Regions from separate parts of the Mus musculus genome. Here region 1 is linked to region 2. The links are chromatin contacts, called in public Hi-C maps. All regions are on one chromosome and are shown on one strand. Each heading gives the region's core, a stretch centred on a gene start, on an enhancer-like site or on the middle of the called end of the contact. The rest is flanking DNA. Distances are from core to core; before and after follow the strand shown.

Region 1 (2,700 bases), core at 14-2,513, 630 kb after region 2:
CTCTTCCCATGCACCACCTGCTCATTTTCCATAGGTTTCCAGCCGTTTCCCTCTCTGGAGTGGAGAGACAGTCTTGACAAGGCCCTTTTCCTGGTCAGAGGAGGCCATCTGATCAGGGAAGGAGAGAATAGGAAAACACGTGGGGGGAACTCTTGGCAATGCCATAAAAGAATCTGGAACATACCAGCCTTCAGTTCACTAGGCAAGAGAGCAACTTTGGATGCAAATGTTTCAGACTCTAGCGAGAAATAGGTACCTAGGAACCAGTTCCAGACCTGGCCTCTCTGATCATCATGAAAAGCTACTCCCCGAGGACTTAAGATAACTCTAGGAACGACTGCTTTTGGGAAGGCTGGCTACACATACCACTTGACAAAGTGGCATCACTCAAGGGAGCAGCAATACGGGAGGCACAATGGTGCCTTAAATGGAACACCTGGCCCTTGACTCCTATTGCTGAGATGAAGCCAAGCCCCCATGTCTCTTCCATGGCTTTTCTTTCCTTCAGAAGTGCTCAAGGTGCCCTCAACCCTCCTCCATTCATGACTGGGACACCTCTCTTCCAAACCTCTAGGCCCCGGGGCTGTAGCTGTATTTATTTCCTGACAGGTCTGGACTTCTGTGGGACCCAAACCTGTTTCCTACCAGGGACTCTAGGTCTCAGGTTTAGGTGTCCCTGCTGGGTCATCCATGGTCCCCAATTATACCAAGACCGCAGGGGCTGTTTGAATGGGTGATGGTCAAGCTCCTAAGGCTACCAGCAGGAGTGGGTAGACTCTGGGCAGCCTCTGCAGGGTATTACTTAACAGCTGAGGTCCCCGGGGTCTGGCGGTGGTGCTGGGAGAGGGTGGCATCCTCGCACTGGTCTGGCTGGCCTGGCTGGCCCGTGGCGCAGCGGACGCCTCCCCAGAGCGCGCTGCCGCCGGCGGCAGCCGGAGCTCCTGGCACCAGGCCTGGCTGCAGGCCCAGGGCAAGGAGTGGCTTCCAGGAAGCGGGCGGAGAAGCGTTCCAGCGGAGTCTCGCCGTGGCCGCGGCGGCCCCGAGCGCTCCGAGCCGCCTGGCTGCGGCTCGGTGGCCCGCTTGTCCCCGCGTTCCCAGCGCCCCTGGGTTAGGGCAGAGGACGCAGGGCGGGAGGGACTGACGGTACCCTAGACGCGGCGCGCACTTGCGGGACGGGCGGCGCAGGTGGCGGCGCGCGCCCTCCGCCCCTGGGTCGGGGCCAGCACTGCGCTCCGCGCGCCCGGAGGGGCGGGACAGGCGGGGCGGCCGCGTCCCAGCCCCATTTAACTTTGGCGGCGGCGCGAGCTGGAGGCCGGCGTCGGGGACCGTCGGGATCCCGCGCTCCGCACGAGGTGTCGCCGAGTCGGCGCTGCTCGCCACTGTCTCGCAGCGCGCATCCCTCCTTGCACCGTCAGACGCTGCTGCGACTCCGGATTGGAAACACCCGCGGGGGATCCAGGGATTCATCTCTCTGAGGATGGTAAGGTGGAGCAAGTTGATGGGAACGCTACTGGAAAATAAGGTCTTGGTTGAGCACTGCCCTATGGGGCTTAGACAGCTCCAGGCAGGCGCGCTACAGGATCCGGGAATGTTGGACAGAACCTTTCCTGGTCCTCTGCGAGCGAGGGGTGCTCTGGATGATGGGGGATACCCTGCGGGGTCAGCGGACTACGGGCTGATCTTAGCTTGCAGTGTTTGAAGGTCCGGAGGTTTGGCTACTGAGTGAGGTTCGCATGCTTGAAGCGCAGAGAAACGAGAGGAGACGCACGCCAGGGAAAGGAGGCGTGAGGGTGGCGGGCGCTGAAGTGTGCGAGCCAGCGGAGAGGGGCGCGTGGTCCTGGGGCCCAGCCCTGGCCGCCTCCCTTCGTCCCAGAGTCGCCGCCTCAGGTCGGAAACAGCAGCACATTTGCGGATCGCATTAAGCCAGGCCTTAATGCTTTCTCCAGATGGAGAGAAGCCACCGACCCGCCCCCGGACACCGACACCGCCAAGGCGCCCGCGAGGCGAAGCGGGAGTCGAGTGTGACCTCGGCTTTTCCAGTCTCCGCTCAAACTGAGTTCCCTGTAAACTGACAGGAAAACACATTGGGGAAAACGGTCCTCGTAGCCCTCCTGGGCTTACTTCTTCCTCACCTTTAAGAGATTACACTCCGCAAGACTGTGGCCCCCAGAATTCTCTTAAAGGCAGGTCTGGAAGCAGAAGGCATTCTATCATCTAGTGAGAAATTCCTCTAACTATCCAATCTGCGTTCCTATCCTAGACTCTGTTTAGCTGTGTGCCCTTAGGCAGGGTTCTTCCCTCTCTGGTCTAGTTTAATTGGCTTCAGACTCATTTTTGCCTCAAGGAATTAAAGCTGGCAGGTGCCCTAACTCTTGGCTTTAGGCTGGTCCTCCCCACAACCCCCAGCCCCCCCCCCGCCCCCAAAAGCCACACTCTGGTGCTGACAAACAGGCTAGGAGGTGTCTGGGGCAGGGTTGTCCCTACTGCTGGAGCACTGGAGGGATGGGTGAATTGCTGACTGGAGGCAGTCTCCGTTCCCCTTTTTGATCTTGGGGGACTCATCCTAAAGGGAGCCCCATATTGCCTTCATTCTGCAGCAGACAATCCCATCCTGGGCCAACACAAACGTTTCTAAGACACTGCTTGGGCTTCAGGGTCCCTGCCTTCTGATTGGCTCCTTAGCTTACAGATTCTGCCTCT
Region 2 (2,700 bases), core at 34-2,533:
GTCCCCCTTGTTCCATCTTGGCGTCCACAGCCATCTGCTCTCCTACCCGGAGCTCTACCTTGCTTGCCTCTGCTCCCTCCAAAACTCTACCAGCTCCACGGAGAAAGCCACTCCTGAGGCTTGTCTGGAGCTAAGCACAGTAAAGCCACTGCCCCATAGGGGCTGGTGGGGCCACCAGGGCGATCATGACTCTTCCCATGGCACCCATCCCCAAAGGGAAGCTAGTTCTCTAGACCACCTACACAGCAGAGGCCTCTGGGCCCCATGAAAGGCTGTTTGAAGAACACTGGGCTCAGCAGCAGAAGACAGACCTCTGATGTCCTTAACCATCCTCATGGCCAGTCAGGCAGTGGCCTAGCTTCTGCCGGTGAGCAACCACACACTAAGTATTCCCCTTTTACAAATGTATCAGCTGTTCAAGCTGGGAGAAGTCTCCCAACTAAACCGGCCTCAGTTTCCTCTTGTGGAGAGCAAGCACACAAACCATATCTCGCATAGAGACTGAAACACCATGAGTGTGCGCTCACATCGGCGAGCAGATGTAAAGAGTTACTGTGTTATTAGCACAGTGGCTCCTGACTCACAGCGCCTACTGCTCGGAGAGACGCCGAAGAGAAATCAATCCTGCTTTTAAAATTACTTTATATACTCAGGAGCATTAGTCACTTCAACTGAGTGCTCCAACTTCCCTCCCAAGCATCTGGAGCCTCACCTAGGTGCCTAACAGATTGTCGCATCTCAACGCTGCCTACAAGTCCACTATTCCTACGCTGAAGGGTTATTATTGGGTGTGTTTCCTTTCCAGGAAAACTTCGATTTCTATGTCGCTGGCTGTAAATGCAGCCGTGAAGAAAGGCAAACTGCTTTTCACACTCACAAACCCAGGCCCTGGAGTTGCTCGCGCTAGGGGCAAGGAGACCGCGGAATGGCCGAGGCGCCGAGACCAGCCCGGGTGCGGGTCCCCGCCAGGTGTCTCCGCGCCCGGCTGGCTGAGACGGGAAGGGCCGTGGGCTCCAGGCGCAAAGTCCGCGCCCAGGCCGGGGGCGCCCCGAGCTCCCGCCGCAGCACGCGACCGGCGGCCCGTAGCCCCTCGCGGGCGCTCCGCGAGCTCACTCACCCCATCTCCGGCGCTGCTCGTGCGGCCGCTCCGACGGGGCCCCTGGCGTTCGCTCTCCGCCCGCTCGGCAGCTGCTCCCCGCGCGGCACATGCGGCGGCCCGAGTGCGCCCGGCTCAGCCCCGGCGCCGTTCCATTCCGCCGGCTGCGCGGCTGCTCTGCCGGTGTCGGGGCCGCCGCCAGGCGCGGGCGGGCGGGAGGGCGGGGGCTGGGCGGCCGGGGGCTGGGCGGCCGCGCTCGGGCGGAGCCGCCGGTCCCTCCCGCCCGCTCCTTACGTAACCTCGTGGCCCCCGGGCCGCCGCCGCCCGCCTGGAGCTGGGGGCGCGGCAGCGTGTGCAGCGTCCCCCGCGCTGCCGCGCAGTCGCCGCTTCTTCCAGCAGCCCCCTCCTCTCCTGTGTCGACCCCGCACCCGCGCGCCCTGCCAAGCTTGGCGCCGCGCCTCGGACGGGATGTCCCACCTGCTGGACTTGAAGTCGCAGCTGGCAGGGACTTTTTGGCCACCTTTAGTTTGCAGATGAGGGAACCGAAGCCCCCCAGGGAGGAGAAATGATGTGACCAAGGTCACAGTCTCAGATTAGATCTCACGTCTCCAGAGTCTGAGATGGGCAGGACCACGATTTGCTCCCCACCCCATTTAATGCCCACCTTCGTCTTCCTGCCCACCTGTCTGGCTGAGTGGCCTTAAAATCCTGGAGGGTAAGATGGCAAGGAGGATTCTGTAGCCCAAAGCAGGTTCCCTGAACTCTTCCCTGGGTAAAGACAGAAACGCACACCCTCAGCATAGCGAGTTGGCAAAATTTGAGAGGCTTCCTTAAGCTTGGCTATGATTCCCTACCAAAGGCCAGCACTGGAGCCAACCTAACCATCACCCCACACTGGGCCTTCCACGGGATTGTCTTCGGCTGAGCACACATTGCCCACACAAGCCTGGCATCTCTGGACAGACAGGGACTGGGAGGAGAAGGCAAGGACAAGCAACTGGAATAGGGCCACCACCGTGCCCCTGCCCTCATTTCCCTTCAGGCCACTGTGACTAGCTACCTAGCTCCTTCACCTCACAAGAGCACCCACCCCATTTCTAAACGGTGGTCAGTAATTTCTGAAATACAAGTTGATCTGAGGCTCCCCTCCCACTGTCCTTGGGATGAGCCTGGCCAGTCCACTACCACCTCCAGCCCTCTCACTTTGCCCTTGCTCGCCGCACTCCAGCCAGCTGGCCATTCTCTCAGCCTACCCACGTGCTCTTCTTTCTGTCTGGGAAGATTTTTTTCCCCTTCATTCCTACATGTGCTTCAGATCACTGTTACACTGTCGCGTCCCTTAGGGGCTTAACCGAAGGCCGTGGATGGCATTGTTCCGGTCCATTTTTCTTCCTTGCACTTACTGTTAGTAGTATCTCGTGTAAAATTATTGGTTTAATATTCCAGACACACCTGCAAACTCTTAGAAAGATGTGGCTTTTTGCCCATAATTGTAACCTCTACTACCTACAATGGGAATTCAAAGTCTTCCACCAATATTTGTTGAATGAATAAGTAAACAGACCAAGCCCTATCTATACAAAATTGGTCAGGATCTGTGCACA

The links. Hi-C and Micro-C count contacts between places; a contact is called where the count stands out from the background.
Region 1: a Hi-C map of embryonic stem cells shows a contact between it and region 2, with 2.9 times the contacts expected there. The contact joins the promoter of Adamtsl3 here to the promoter of Homer2 in region 2. A contact is called at or near these places in 1 of 39 promoter capture datasets (pre-B cells) and 1 of 484 Hi-C or Micro-C datasets (embryonic stem cells).

Annotation. Positions count from the first base shown.
Region 1 is chr7:82,334,431-82,337,130 of GRCm38.p6, forward strand. It overlaps Adamtsl3 (ADAMTS-like 3), which reads left to right and starts at 1,264. Exons shown (of 30, transcript NM_001190374.1): 1 at 1,264-1,480. The coding sequence starts at 1,478.
Region 2 is chr7:81,705,642-81,708,341 of GRCm38.p6, forward strand. It overlaps Homer2 (homer scaffolding protein 2), which reads right to left and starts at 1,284. Exons shown (of 9, transcript NM_001164086.1): 1 at 1,118-1,284. The coding sequence starts at 1,122. It overlaps Gm32579 (a long non-coding RNA gene), which reads right to left. Exons shown (of 2, transcript XR_391652.2): 2 at 2,511-2,700.